Linked DNA regions of Mus musculus: regions 1, 2 and 3 are each linked to region 4. The links are chromatin contacts, called in public Hi-C maps. All regions are on one chromosome and are shown on one strand. The core of a region is the stretch at or near the end of the contact, and the rest is flanking DNA. Distances in the headings are between cores, read along the strand shown. Region 1 holds the start of Tmcc3 (transmembrane and coiled coil domains 3). Region 2 overlaps Gm32898 (a long non-coding RNA gene). Region 3 overlaps Ndufa12 (NADH:ubiquinone oxidoreductase subunit A12). Region 4 has its middle 48 kb from the start of Gm32827.

What was found. Hi-C and Micro-C count contacts between places; a contact is called where the count stands out from the background.
Region 1: a Hi-C map of nephron progenitors shows a contact between it and region 4, with 2.0 times the contacts expected there. The contact joins the promoter of Tmcc3 here to the enhancer-like site in region 4. A contact is called at or near these places in 1 of 39 promoter capture datasets (macrophages) and 4 of 484 Hi-C or Micro-C datasets (the N1E-115 cell line, cerebral cortex and nephron progenitors).
Region 2: a Hi-C map of bone marrow-derived macrophages shows a contact between it and region 4, with 29 read pairs. The contact joins two enhancer-like sites. A contact is called at or near these places in 8 of 484 Hi-C or Micro-C datasets (the N1E-115 cell line, bone marrow-derived macrophages, cerebral cortex and 4 more) and 1 of 115 datasets of contacts at active chromatin or transcription factors (microglia).
Region 3: a Hi-C map of cortical neurons shows a contact between it and region 4, with 2.8 times the contacts expected there. The contact joins two enhancer-like sites. A contact is called at or near these places in 9 of 484 Hi-C or Micro-C datasets (B cells, bone marrow-derived macrophages, cerebral cortex and 5 more) and 6 of 115 datasets of contacts at active chromatin or transcription factors (CD8 T cells, SST interneurons, VIP interneurons and 3 more).

What each region holds. Positions count from the first base shown.
Region 1 is chr10:94,512,651-94,516,436 of GRCm38.p6, reverse strand. Tmcc3 (transmembrane and coiled coil domains 3) reads right to left here and starts at 1,580. Exons shown (of 4, transcript NM_172051.3): 1 at 1,333-1,580. The coding sequence starts at 1,410. It overlaps Gm40743 (a long non-coding RNA gene), which reads left to right and starts at 1,558. Exons shown (of 3, transcript XR_871960.2): 1 at 1,558-1,749; 2 at 1,849-2,105; 3 at 3,547-3,786.
Region 2 is chr10:94,604,026-94,607,845 of GRCm38.p6, reverse strand. It overlaps Gm32898 (a long non-coding RNA gene), which reads left to right. Exons shown (of 5, transcript XR_001779842.1): 4 at 1-158. Among named protein-coding and RNA genes, the nearest start is that of Gm32898, 18 kb to the left of the region's middle. Within about 2 kb of position 2,170, at least 49 of the 459 cell types and tissues checked have an H3K27ac peak or open chromatin away from gene starts, as enhancers often do. A contact at or near this core is called in bone marrow-derived macrophages, where this site is marked.
Region 3 is chr10:94,209,068-94,212,893 of GRCm38.p6, reverse strand. The region is part of intron 3 of Ndufa12 (NADH:ubiquinone oxidoreductase subunit A12); the gene reads right to left. Among named protein-coding and RNA genes, the nearest start is that of Ndufa12, 12 kb to the right of the region's middle. Within about 2 kb of position 1,468, at least 22 of the 459 cell types and tissues checked have an H3K27ac peak or open chromatin away from gene starts, as enhancers often do. A contact at or near this core is called in bone marrow-derived macrophages, cerebral cortex and cortical neurons, where this site is marked.
Region 4 is chr10:94,376,963-94,380,416 of GRCm38.p6, reverse strand. It overlaps a transcript of Tmcc3 not described here. Among named protein-coding and RNA genes, the nearest start is that of Gm32827, 48 kb to the left of the region's middle. Within about 2 kb of position 1,941, at least 138 of the 459 cell types and tissues checked have an H3K27ac peak or open chromatin away from gene starts, as enhancers often do. A contact at or near this core is called in the N1E-115 cell line, bone marrow-derived macrophages, cerebral cortex and 2 more, where this site is marked.

The sequences.
Region 1 (3,786 bases), core at 331-2,830, 140 kb before region 4:
CCCTGCTTGCTTACAGAGACCATTAAGTTATGACAACCCAGGCTCTCAAATTATCTTAGCATTACCGTCTCACCTGTGACTGCTCTATTACGTTTGTCCCCCACCCCCACCGGGTTACAAATGTTTTATGAAAAAAGACCTTTCCTTCAGTCAGCTGGGTTCGCGAGTAGTTGCCCTCCCAAGCAAACTTCTGACTGCAGGTAACCAAAACTCTAAATGTTTTTCTTAGGGAGTTTGGGAATACTTTCCTGGTGCACTGTTATGAAACTTCTAATGAAACCGAGAAAGAGTCGGTCGATGCAGGAGCGATTCCACCAAACTCATTAAATTTGTGGGTTTTTTTTTTTTAATCATTTTTCCTAAATTGATTAAGAGGCGCTAAAGTGAAAAGAGAAATGAGGTAAACATGCCACTTCTGGGAGAATCGACTACTGTTTCAAATTGTGACTGCATACCCACATTATATATAAGGGACCCCTGCATATGCCTATCACTTATGGCCGCAACTTGATCTTAGAGGTGGAAGGGTAGAAACTCTGCCCGGTCTATCTCTACGAACTTTATACAAGAAAGCCGACATCGAATCCCCAGTTCCTCGGACAAGCCAGAAGTTGGGAGGCTCAGAGAACAACTCCAGGTGCCGCCTGCCAGAGTGGAGGAGGTGCTGTTTCAAATGGCACTTTAGTCCGTCAAAAGAAGGGATGGGGGGGGGGGTGTCACATCCTTGCTGGACACTTGAGCTTCCCAAAAGGGAAAGTGTTCCTCAGGAGGGGCCCAGAGCTGGGGCTGTGGCCTCCGTCTTTATAGTGAAGCCCTCCATGGCCGGTCTCCACAGCTTGCTCAGAAGAGCTATTTTCGCTCACAGCCAAAATCAGCAACAGCAAATTAGGCTGCAAACCGTGGCGAAGGCACCCGCTCTGCACGGCTCCCAACTCCGGAGCGTCCATGCCGAGATCGACTTTTGACCTGGGCAGCGCGTCCCGGGCGTACAGTGCAGGGGACTCAGCTGCCAGGCAGGGGACGCAGCAGCAATGCAGAGCCCTGCAGGTGGCTGTGCCGGGAGGGAGCCAGACCCTGGGAGTCCCGGGGACCCGGCAGGCAGCGTGCGCTCTCTGGCGGGGAGGAGAGCCCGGCGACACCGTCGTGGAATAGGACTGGCTAGCCTCCGATTCCAGCGGTGGCCCAGCGTCCCCGGGCCGCAGGTTTTCCCCGGACCTTCCCGGCCGGGAGAGGCCGGCGTTGGGTTCTACGGTGCTGAGCCTCCGAGCCGACCCGGCCCGCGCCCTCCCCACGCAGACTCGCACCCCCGCGCCGCCCTGCGCGCGCCCTCACCCGGCTCTTGCAGCGGTGGTGCCGGCCGGGGTCTGAGTAGGTCCGGTCCACGGTGAGCGCCGTGTCGCTGCCCGGCATGTCTGCGCTTAGACTGACAACTTTGCGTCCTCCGGGGCTGCCGCTCCACTCGGCGCCGGGTGGCAGCTGCTCGCCGTGCTCCGCTCACCCTCGCCCCGGAGCCGCGGCCGAGGGGGTGGCGCGGGCCGCTGCAGCTGCTGCCGACACCCCGCGGCCCTGCGCCGCCGCCCGGGTGGGGAGGCGGGCGACAGTCTCCGCCCCTTTCCCCGCTCCCCGCCCCTGCGCCCGCGCGGCGCCTAGACCCGCTCCAGGTGCCGGGCTCAGCTGCCCTCCCTGCCTGCGAACGGGGCCCACGCGCTCCCACGCCTCTCCCGGCTCAGATGAGCGACGCTGGCACAGGTTATGGACCCACTTGAGTGTGATAAAAAAGACGGGTTTGAGCACACAGGAGGTTGCCGGATGCCTTAATGAAATATATATACATATTTCACTCAACAGGCACACTTACTTGCTGGACAGCTTTCCTGGACCTGGACAGTGGGCTAAGGATTCCAGGACGGAGGGGCATTTTCCCATCTAGTATTCCACGGAGCGGCACTCCCACTGTGTTGTGTATCTTAATTGTGCTTGTGTGACTCACTGTGTTGTAAGCTACTTTGAAACCGGGACATCTTTCCACTTGAGCGTTCTCTAGTCCCAGCGAGTGCTCCCTGCCCACAAGGAATTTGGAATCTGAAGAGAAAAAGTACTGATTGGTAATCAATGCGGTATCGGTTGCCTAACCCCCAAATTAACTACACAAGGTCCAGTGGTTTCGTGAGACGTGCCCCTGAGACCGGATTGGCAGGTTTTAAATCACTGATCCTAACAGGCTCAGAGTGCAGTGTGATCTGCCTACAGGGAGGGGAGGAGGTGTTTATCCCCCTAGCTGGCTGAGAGAAAACAGGTCTGTGCGTTGGGTGGGGGTGGGGGAGGGGACCCTCAAGGTGTCGGTTTAGTGGGTGTCTTCAGGCAAAAAGGGATCAGGTAGAAGAACGGAGAGTCGGGGGTAGGGGGTGGGGGGAATGTACTTTCAACATTAAGTTCAGCTTTGTTCTGTGGGTGTTTGGCAAGCTGCTGGGCTCCCTGAACCAGAAGTTGACAAGATCAGGATGGAAGTCTAAGACATCTATCTGATAGTCCTGTGAGAGGCATTGATGAAAGATAAAGAACTCTCGATAGGAGGCCTTTTCAAAGACTGAGGACAACCTGACCTATGTGTCATTCACTCACAAGGAGACCAGGGAACCAAGCATGTCGACTTAGTGGAGTATTAGACAAGTGTAGCAGTTGCGATGGCCCTCTGTGGAGTCATTTCTAGCATGTATAGTTAAGTGAAGAAAAGCAAGGTGCTGGAGAATATAGTGTTCTACCATTTATTGAAAGTGCAATGTGTATCATATCTATATAGAGAAATATAGATACATATACATACATACATATACATAAATATAGATATATGCCTGTGCTTATATATACACAGGGCACATTTCTGACAAGATAAAAAAAAAGCTACAGGAATAAGTGAACAAGCAGCTTAAGTTGGGAAAGGAGAACTGAGCAGCTACAGGGCAGATGGGAGGATTGTTTGTTTATTGATCGTTTTTTCACTGAGTATACATCTTAAATGTGGCCACAAAAGTAGAGTAAATTATTAAAACTTAAAAAGAATCAGAAACCTAATTTAAAGCCACTTAAAGGGGAAAAGAACCTTTAAAATAAAACACAAACAAACACACACACACACACAAAACGCATGCATACACACACACACCAGGCTCAGAGAGATTTTCAGGTAAATTCTTCCACGCAAAAAGCATAGATTGTGATGTGTGTGTGTGTGTGTGTGTGTGTGTGTGTGATTTCAGTTATGATGTCCAGAGAAGCTTTTGTGATAGGCCAATATTTGAGCAGAGCCTTAGGGAATGACTATGTTTGTATGAGGAATGCAGACTTAGGAAGTGAGAGAGACTGTAATGTATGTGATGGTTTGAATGAGAATGCCCCATAGGCTCATTCATCTATTTGAAGGCTTGGTCACCAGGGAGTGACACTATTTGAAAGGTTTTGGAATGTGTCTTCCTTGGAAGTGAGTCACTGGGAGTGGGATTTGAGGTTTCAAAAGCCTATTCCACATCTAGTGTCTCTCTCTTCCAGATGTAGAACCCTCAGCTCCTTCTTCAGCACCACATCTACCTGCATGCTGCCATGCTTCCCACCATGACGACAATGGACTAAACCTCTGAACCTGTAAACCAGCACCAATTAAATACTTCCTTATTGAGGTTTGGTCTGTTGCTATGTATTGTAATGCTAAATTCTGTACCTGAAGTTTTTGTTGTGCAAACCTTGTTCCTTAATATAAAACTATTGGTTAAATAAAAATGGCTACAACCA
Region 2 (3,820 bases), core at 921-3,420, 230 kb before region 4:
TCTGAGTCCTGCTTACATTCTAACTCTCACTCTCAGGGTCAAAGCAGTGCGTACTGGGGAAACTGGACATCTGTTCCCCTTATCCACCCCACAGAGCCCTTCCTCCCTCATCGTTACTCAAAACAAGCAACGAAGCTACAGGGACCTGTGAGAGAAAGGTATTTTTGACTTGGAGGTGTTTGGGGGTGACCATTCTAAAATTCCTCCCGAAAAATTATTGGAAGCACCGATTTATATCACAAAACAAAGATGTTGGGGATGTAGCTTAGTGGTAAGAACTTGCTTAATATGCCCCAGTATAATAATAATAATAATAGCAGTCATAATGATGATGATAATAACAATAACAGTAATAATCCAAAAAAGATAAATGAAGATGGATCTTGTTCAAACAGATGGGCATAATATCAGTTGAACATGTCATAGGGAACAAAAACAAAAATGCTAAATAATTAATAATTTGTCTTTCCCACTAAAATATGTCCCTTGCACTAAAATAGCTGCCTTGAGGTTGACACATCAACATGTCATAGATTTGTTCCGACTGTTTTCTCCTTCATCCCTTCGGTAGCAGATGTTTTGTGATGCAATTAGCCAGGGCTTATGTAGGACAGACATTTCTGTGACCTCATCATGGCACTGGCAGGTGATTGGCAGCACTGATTCAGCTGCTCTATGGGGCTGATAGGCAAGTGGCTTCTGTCGGTCTTCCCACTGCCATCCCCAGAACATGGGTTTTATTATTTTAGCCGTGACAGCTGTTATCTTTCGGTGGCAACGTGGCTAGCATGGTGGCAGGCATTATACTCACACAGGAAGAGGACCAGAACAGACAGGCACTGGTTTGGAACCACTCAAGAGAGAGTGGAAACAGGGCAAACATAGTGTGGCCAAGATGGCGAGTGGCAGTTCTGAGATGTAATTGGGAGGTAGTACTGACTGGGTCTGAGGTGGGCAATGGTGAGGGCTCCAGCTTCCAGTCTGGATAGGTGGAGGTATACGAAAACACCAGAGGTAAGGGGAAAGACTTTGATGTTTTCAGCCTAAGGCTATGCATGGCAGAGATGTTATACAGAAATTAGAAGTATGGAGTTGAGTAACTGCACACCACTTTAATCCCCAAATTCAGTAAGCAGAGGCAGGGGCATCTCTGTGAGTTCCAGGCTGGGAACCAGTCAGCCTGGTCTACACATTGAGTTCCAGGATAGCCGGGGCTACATTGACCCTGGAGAAAAGAGATGAGTGCTAATGATGAATTTATGTTTGGGTATCTGTCACACAGGCTGCTGCCGAATGCAAGGAGAGCTGGTGTAGAAAGCATATGCGGGGGTGGGGGCGGGGGTAGGGTGGGGGCTGGAGGGGCAGCTCACTTTGAAAAGGACGCTTCATGCAAGCAGGAGGACCTGAGTTTGGATCCCCAGAACCCACCCAGAAGCTGGACATGGCATCACACTTCTGTGACCCCAATGCAGGGACAGAGAGCCCTGGAGCCCAGGGGATGGCCAGTCTAGCCCAATTGCCCCAGCTTCAGTGAGGGAACTTGTCTCAAAAATAAAAATAAGTCAGTAAGTACGTGGGAGGCAGAGGCAGACAGATCTCTAAGTTCGAGGCTAGTCTGATCTATGAAGTGAGTTCCAGGACAGCCAGGGCTACATAGAGAAACCCTGTCTCAAAAAAAATCATGATGATGATGATGGTGGTGGTGGTGGTGGTGATGACAAAGATGATGGAGGGAAAGGAGGAGGAGGAGAAGAAGATAAAGATGGAGAATGATATCTAATATTTATCTCTGGCATCTCCTCTCTCTCTCTCTCTCTCTCTCTCTCTCTCTCTCTCTCTCTCTCTCACACACACACACACACACACACACACACACACACACACACACACACTGTAATGGAGTTGAGAGAGTCACAGAACCCTGAAGAGGGATGGAGAGGTAGGAGACCCAGAAAGGAAGCTCCCTGTGAGGGGACAAACAAGATCTCAAGGGGCAAGAAGAAGCCAGCAGCATCAACTGATTTAGAAATCAAAGTACATAGTTTGTGAAACACCGTACCCACTCAAGCAGTGAGGTGACTGATGATCTCATTGGGATCAGTTCATGGGTGGAGACACCATTTTAGTTTATAGTGGCTCGAAGTGTCTTAGGAAATAAGGAAGTGAAAATGTTCTAGAGATGTGTTGCAGGGCGGGGTGCTTATGTGACCCAGCTCTGGTCCAAGGTCACAGGTTGGTTTTGGGGAGGGACTTCCTTCTCTCTCTGTAATAAGTACAGAGAGAGCAGCAGCTGCAATTATGTGTTTGGGTGAGCTAGGATGCACAACCTAGATCTGGGGTGACCATCTCGTAGCCAGGCTGGGCAAACATTGCCATGGCGTGGCCAGGTTGGGAAACACTGCTGCTATGAGGCCAGTGGAGAAAAGGATGGATACAGATGAGCTTGGCCCTCGCCTCAGTGAAATAGGGCTTCACCAGGTCTGAAGGTTCAACGTGGGGAGAAGCACAGATCCCCACGCTTACTCCATGTTGACTCTAAGAGGAACGGCTGTACTGACAACAGCTCACAAGCTGTCCACAGTCAACCTGCTGCTGCTGTCTCTCTCATCCCTGGGAACTCCCCAGGACATAAAACACACCTGGACAAAAACTCTGCCAGATCCATGACTTCATCTTGGGAAACAGGCTGAGATCACTTTTGGTAGTAAACACAGACACAGTTCTTGGAGTTTAAAATGGCCAAGCCTTGAGGGCGTGATGGTCCAAGCTTTCGATCCCAGCATTTTAGAGAGTGAGCAGTGTGAGTTTGAGGCCAACCTGGTCTACAGAGTAGGTTCCAGGCCAACCAGAACCACATAATGGGACTCTGTCTCAATAAAATAAAATAGCCCAAGGTGAATAAAACAAACAAACAAACAAGCAAACAGACAAACCCAGAAAACCCATGGACCTGATATTGCATCTAATCTCCCAACTACCACCAGGTCTATGTCCAGCTCACGGATGAGGTAGAGGGACCAATGGCTGACTTCTCAGCTTGGCAGCATGTTCTTCTCTTCTTGCTTTCCAATTCTTCCCTGATGAGTCTGCTTGGTCGGGGATTTGGGGTGGTAAAGGACAAGCAATGGGCTAACATGGGAACTCCTGTTGCTGGCCTCAGCTTACTAATCTCCACAGACAAAAGAGCTGGCTTCTCACGGTGCCCCTGGGAGACTCCTATTCCACTGTCACTTTAGGAGATTCTTCCTTGCAGTCTTTTGACTGGGTTAAGGTGTTACACATATCCTGGGGGCTCATCCCTAAGCCTCATGGAGATGCCCTGTCCTTTGGCTTCCTGCTACTGGGATCCCCCTACCCTACCCTCATATACCCATTGAGTGTACATCCCAACTCAACCCCCAAGACGTTTCTCCTATGTGGTCCACATCTGTCCAGAAGAAAACACTAGACATTCCAGAGACTGTCCCACACACCTTCTTTCTGCCAGGTCCATGATTGTACAAGTGGCTTGAATTCTCACCTGCTAGTCCAGGGACCCAGACAAAATACTGATTTGGTCCCGACAGGGGTGGGGGTGGGGGGACTAGGGCAGCAGGTGCCAGCCAACTTGGCAGAAATCCAAAGGAAAAACAAATTCAAAAATCTTCTCCTTCTTTCCTGTCTCTTGATTCTTTCTTGATCCCGACGAGAATGAGGGGGTTCTAGGACCGAGCTGAGGGCCTCAGTCACACTGTCTAGACTCAGGTTCAGCACCCTCGTTTAGCCACCCCTTCCCTGAGTATTTCTTAGTGGACAAAGCAAACCACAACTGTTTCAGCCA
Region 3 (3,826 bases), core at 219-2,718, 170 kb after region 4:
CCACTAGGCAGGCAGCGGCAGCTGTCAAGAATGTAACCAGACCATTTCGGCTGTTGTTACCTGTGGCTTGGATTTGAGTAGAAGTCTCTGGTAGCAGTTTGCCATGTTTAAAGAGAAGCAGCAGGGCTGCAGAGAAGGCTCAGCTGGTGAGGCCTTGCCAGAAAGCCTGAGGCCCAAGTGGGATCTTAAAATGCACATAAAGATGGAAGGAGAGAACCAACTTCACCAGTTTGTTCTCTGGTCCCATATAGTCCTTGTAACACTCACCCAGCCCCTACCTCACAGCACCCCACTGTATACAAATAATAATGAACCCAATTTTAAAAAGAGAGCAGGGGAGGGGGTACAAAACGGTGGGTGGACATGTTATCAATGACACAAGTATGAAAACAGAACAGTTAATGATGAGGGCGACACATTAATAATAGTTTAAAAGGAAGCAAGGCAGGAAAAAGTAGTTGGCAGATCTTAGATGAGTTGAAATGACCCTTAAGTTCTGGCTTGAGTAATAAGAACTGCCTATGTGATCCGAACAGTGACTTGACACACGATTCCCTGGGCATTTGAAGGATTGGGGAAAATTAAATATATTAAATTTATAGATGTAACCTAACTAAAATGCTTAAAATAATGTAATGAACTAAATTTGTAAATAGATATAACTGTTTAGGAGAATTTAATCCTTTCCATTAGAGTTTATCAAACATTCATCAAGGAACAAAAGAAAATGATTATTCTTTATTTTTATGCAGAAAGTATTCAATTTACTAATCTTGTTATTCTGCTTATGAGCTAAGCCTCGAGGCTTAAGAAGAACTACAGTTTAAGATTTACAGCTGCAATAAATGGGATGTTAATTTTAAATACAAATTGCCATTGTACAACAGCCCCCAGCTAGGGGAACACTGACTAACAGGCAGAATGTTGCTGAGACGCAGGAAGTGTCTGTGAATGGGGGAGGAAACCACAAATCACTTGCATATGTCACAAATACAAATGCTTATTATTTATAACCACAAATGTTCTTCTACAGAGGATGTGACAGTAAACTAACATCTCTTCTCTCCACTGGGATTCTTAGGGGACAGAGGTAGCAGCTACACAGGAGGCTGAAGCAGGAGGATCCCATGAACCTACCAGTTCAGATCCAAACTAGGCAACACAACATGATCTCATCTCTCAAAAAGAACATATTCCTTTTCTAAAAAAGCCGACCTATATCCGTGGACCAGGTGAGGGGAATCCTAAGGGTGTCCGTTCAAAAGCCAAGGAATTCAGAGTGTATTTCTGGTTGCACTGTGTGCCTCTGGATTACCAAGGTTTCTCTAACAGTCACACCTCACAATCAGGCTTTGCTTTGTTTTGTGTCTTTGTGGAGTTCCAGAATGAAGCCAGGGCTCTGTGCAGGGAACACGAATGCTCTACCCCGAGCCACCCACCACTATTTACATCTCCTTCTCCCAGCCCGCCCACCTGTCTGACTATCTTTATGTCTTCTATAATCCCCACCTCCCTGGTACAAGGCACTCTGCAGCCCAGGCTGGTGGTATTTAGTCCAGGCCAGCCTTTAACTCCTGATTCTTCTTCTTTTTCCACTTCCCTACTACTGAGCATACAGACATGGACCACCACACCCACTGCATCTTTTCTATGTCTGTGAACAGCCTCACTCAGTGCTTTGATCCAATGAAGCACTCTTGACTTTCCTCTGCCTACCCCACCTCCTCCACACAAACCTGTCTATGGCTTTGTTCTTTAACAACAATAAAAACAAAAAAACTAGAAGACAGGCCAACAGGAGGGAAGAAGGGTGGGTGAGAGCGGGAGGAAGGGAGGGAGGGAGGGAGAAAGGGAGGGAGGGAGAGAGAGAGAGAGAAGGGAAGGGAGAGAGAGCGAGAAAGAGAGAGAGAGATTGATTTCAGTATACAAGGAGACATGAGTGCTCTACACTGAGGAAAAAGACATGTTAGCTATAAGTGAACAGAAGGTGCCACCAAGTGGAGGCATGGCATATATGCTGCAGAGAAAAATCCAAGCAAGCCATTAAACTACAATTTTTAAGCAAGTCAGGGTTCCAACACGTCAAATCAAAAACAGTAAATCTACTTCTACTGATACAAGAGACAACAATGACTTTATCCTACTTGCATGAAATAACCCAGCAGTCCACTTCTCCACACTCAGTAATACTCCAACCCTGCCAAGTTTTACGTAGCTACTCATGATTCATTTGGTCTTTATGTCAGCAACTCTATGCTCAGGCTAAGAGCTAGGGAATGATGGGTAATTTAACGATAAAAGTGAGGAGAGATAAAAGTGGTATAAAATATGTAGCATTTACTTAAGTAATACTTTGAGATTATTCTATATAAGCATTTAAACTAATACAAATACTAAGACATTTTAATCTTAGTAAAGAATTGTAGAATTGTATGACTCTGCCAGGTTGTACTCATCAGGTGCTGTAAACTCCTGGAGGGCACGTGTGCTTCCCTTCTCACAGGGACACAGCGCCAGTGCCTGACGTGCAGTAGGCCTCAGATGAATAGCAGTTGAAAGTCTTTGAGCAGAGTACTGTGCGGGGTAACAGACAGTAACATTTTCCTTTCAAGGCCCATGCAGCCCAGTGTCCTTCCAAGACATCCGCCACACTGGCACACACATCCCTTCTGCAGGTCCACGGGTGGACCGAGTGGCCATAACGGCGACTGGCAGACTGAAAGGAACAAAGCAAAGACAGGATCCATAAAGTGAACTTGCCACCCCACAAGATTAGGGAAGAGTAAGGGAAACTGACAAGATGACTAAAGATCTCTGATTCTATCAAAATTTACTAATGCCTCGGAAGAAAACCTGTCCCCAGGTGACATTACTCAGCTGCTGAGCAAGCTGCAAGACTGTCACAGGCCTTAGTGGCAGCTGCTGACTCAGAGCGGAGGACAGAGCCACCACCTGCAGCTGGGCAGCCTCACAGGTTCCTCACTGCGAGCTCTGCAGTCGGTCATGCAGCTGACAGCTCACTCAGCCATCCAGGAGCTGGGCTCCCTTACTCCCCAGACGACACAGCACACACTCAAGGGAGATGAGTGTCGTATCCAGCAGGTGCAGGAGCTGGCCTGTGATTAAAAGCTTCTTGCTCCTCGACAGCCAACATCTCTACAGACATAGGCTCAGTGCCAGAACTCCCATTCCCACAGGGAACACACACTATTCCCAAGCACACCTGAAGAGCAGGCATTTATGATTCCCCCCCAAGTCATATGCAACTTACCAATCGGAACTCAATTCCTAACAGTCCAGACAGAATATTCTTACCTGGTCTCCAGAGCAGCAAGCAAGGTGTGGCACGGAAGGTCGTCTTCTTTTAAATTACACAGTACACTAGCTAAAATTAAAATCCCAGGGAATTCCTGTGTCTAGCATCAATTTCTATCCTGACTGCCGATGAGTGCTCTCAGCTGTCACTCTCCAGACCCAACTGTGTCTACAAAAGAGAACTCCTGACTACCAAGCCTTCTCTGTCTTTCCTACCTTGGTAACTCTACTTCCAGTAACCCAGATCAAAGACCTCAAAATAAAAGACACAACAACAACAAAATTTTAAAATGAGCAAATGATCAGAACAGAATTTTGTTGTTGTTGTTTGAGACAAAGTCTTGCAACATAGTATAGGCTGGCCTGGAACTTTCTATGCTTCTCTCAGCCTATGGATCACTAGCACTACATATATGCCTCACCACATACCAGCTCCTTAGTGAACATTTCTTTTTCCCTTTAATTTAAAAGTTTTACCTATGTCTTAGTTTTGTTTCCAGTGAGAAAGCAA
Region 4 (3,454 bases), core at 692-3,191:
TAGGTTGGCTTTACTAACTTCTGTGTAAATGTGGGGCAGGACTGATACACTGTTCTTGCAGAGGACCTGAGTTTGGTTCCTAGTACTTGGGCTCATAACTGCCTGTAAATTCCAGTTCCAGGGGATCATATGCCCTCTACTGGCCACCACAGGCACCTGCACACACTTGCAGGAACTCACACATACATACGCACAAACACATATGCATACAAATAGTTAAAAATAAAATGACTACTTATGGGACTAGCCAGATGGCTCAGCAGTTAAGAGTGCTTGCTGCTGGGGGACTTTTGGGATAGCGTTGGAAATGTAATTGAGGAAAATATGTAATAGAAAAAAAAAAAAAAGAGTGCTTGCTGCTCTTCCAGAGGACCCAGGTTCAGTTCCCAACAAATACCTATATCAGATGGCTCGCTATTTGCCTGCACCTCCAGCTGCAGGGGGTCTGACGCTCTTTTTGGGCGCACCTGAACTCACGCGCACTCGCACAGACACACACATACACACACACCGATTTAAAAATAACAAAAATTTCAACTCTGTGTAAGTGAAGTATACAGTAGGCATTTCCCTGCAACTTGCTTTCCCATCTGATGGAGTTTTCAAACATCTTTGTCGCTGGCTGCCAGGTGGGACTCTGTTTAGAAGGCTATCCAGTTTACCTTGGTACTCTCTCTGGACCTTGGCCTTGTCCCAAAAGTGACGCCTTACTCCAGGATGGGTGTACACAGATCTTATTTTGGGCAGAACTGAGAGAACCTGGAGTCAAAGGTTGTCTTGAGCACTACTGATTTTTACACAGAGCAGCAACGTAAAACCAGGTTGTATGGTCACCCCATTGATTCTGGGTGCTGTCTCAGGATTTCCTAATCACCCCCTACAGTGCAGGTTGATAGTTTCACATCCAAATGCTACTAGCGTCTGCATCTGCGCAGTAGACCTGAGAGAAAGCCTAAGTGATTAACTCCACCTAGTACGCTGGAAGGAAGGCAAACAAACCCTTTCAGCAGGAAGATGAGACTGCACAGCCCCAGGCCCTTCGGTTCCAGGCAATCACACTTCATCCTCACGGAAAATCTAGCTTCAAGCGACAGCGACAGTAAACAGGATGTAAACAGTTGGGTAAACAGTTGGGTTCTTTTTCTGTGACAGGGCTGAAGGTCTATCACCTGCTGCCTTGTTTCATCTTTACGAACCCACGTTACTGTAGTCGGTGCAGTGACGCTCAGAGGGCTGCCATGGCTTGTCCAAGGTCATTTTGCATACAGGCAACAGAACCTTAAGCACTGTGACTAAGTGGATGACCATAACAGTTATTAATGAATTGGGACATCGCTACCAGATAAAGGAGGTGCTGTTAACAATGAAACCAGAGCAGGTATGAGCGACACTGATCCGGGTAAGGCATGTGACTCCCTCGAGCCAACTTTGCCTTATGTCCTTGTGATCTCTCAACCATAGCTGTTAATGATTTAGAGGGGACTGACCAGATTCAGGCCCCCCAAATCTCTGGTGAGGACACTGTGTGCAGAGATATAGAGAGGTTGTCACAGGGTCCCTCACCCTTTTCTCTCTGGCACGTTCGGAACACCTGAGAGACGTGCCTGTGGCATCCTGCCATTCAGCGCAGCAGGTTGGAGAGGATCGTAATATGCTTCCCTGAGATTCATAATTAAATCACAGAAACACTCTTCCGCCCACAGCCACTCCTGTGTTCTGCTGCCAGCAGCAGAGTGAATGTCCCATTTGCTGGAGCAAGCATGCCTCCAAGAGGCGGCAGCCATATATTCTCCAGGAAGAGTGCCGTCGGCTGCCCCTCCCTCCAGCAGGGAGCATGCGCACAAGTAAACAGACAGGCATGTATGCTCTCTTGCTGTCTCACACCGAACAGCATTTGTTTTTAAGGAAATGTCTCAGACGCGGAGAAGCGATTGCATAACACTACCCCTGACCTCAAAGCGCATGGGTGTCTATTTTTGTCATACAAGACTGGTCCCAACCGCACTATTCATAGTCACCCCGAACCAGAAATGACAGAAAATGCCTGCCAACAGCAAATGCAGGCTGCGGTCTAGTCATGCAATATGAATGTTCTACAACGGGGGCAACGTACAGATCACGGACTCAAACTGTTGGGGGAAAGGAAAAAGCTAATAAGCAAATATTCACACTACACTTTATTTAGTGAGGTTCAACCCCCGGCAAGCTTGACGGCAAGGGTTAGAAATGAGCACCGCTTCACTCCTGTGGAGGAGGCGAGCGCACTAATCACCAGAGGCCTCCAGCTCTGCTTAGGAGGCTGACAACACTGTATTGAAACAATACTGCCTTGAGCTGGATAGTGCTTGTGGAGGAGGTGGGACAACTGAACGAGTGGCATGGCCAGCCATGTGTGCATCTTTTGGTAAGATATGCTCCATCTGCCGGGGAAGGTTTTTGCACTTGGATAGAAAACGATCTTCACTCAGACTGTGTGGCCTCTAGCAAGCCACTTCATAAGCCTGATCATTTTCCGCCCTGGCACATGAGGTGTAGGGTTCATTCATTTGGTGCACAGCCGAGAGGGCAAGTGCTCAAAGCTGTGGGCTGATTCAATTGATGGCCCTCCCCTTCTGCACATGCCCTCCTGGTATTTGGGATTTTTCTCATTCATTATCTCCTCTGGGTAGGGTCAGGGAAAGTTGAAATGGCCTAGGCCACTGATCCATTTTAGGGAGAGAGGGGAGGAACAGGTAAACTCTGCCCGGAGGACATCCAAGTGTGTCAAAGCCCAGGAAAAAAATGTCCGTACCCAGTAATTCTAAACCAGGAATCTGTGCTTAAGAGACGACAAGAAAGACTGGTTTGATGTTAAGTGTATACAATTATACATTATTTATGAAACTTAAAAACTAGATATATATGTATATGTATGTATATACATATATATGTATATAAATTATATCCAAAAATAGTTAAGGAAAGCACTGTTGGTGAGAACTTATATTGATGTGAAAAAGCCAGCCATCAGAACAACACACCTCTCTGTATCCATGTTTTAGATAACAGATACCCAGAGAAGATGAATAGAAATGTAATCAAAATTTAAAATAGCAACATTATAGCCACTTAAGCTTTTCTTATATTTTGTCTGTATTTTTAATGTTCTTCTATGTATTACTCTAAACATGAAAGATGGATTTTCTTTTCTCCTGGGGCCTTCATCCCTGTTGTCAAGGTGACAGCCAGCTGCAATCCATCCCATTTTCAAAAGGGCATCGAGCAATGCAGTGTGTGTCTGGAGGAAGGTGACTGACAAAGTGATTGGCAAAGTGCTTCAAAGATAAGCCCCACGGGAAAAGGCCAGAGGAACAGGCGTGTGAGCCTTGGGGGAGACCAGCTGATGGAGCAGCTGCCTTGGAGTATCTGACAAGTAAAAGGGGTTCTTCTTGACCTATGGAGGTTCCAGAGGTCA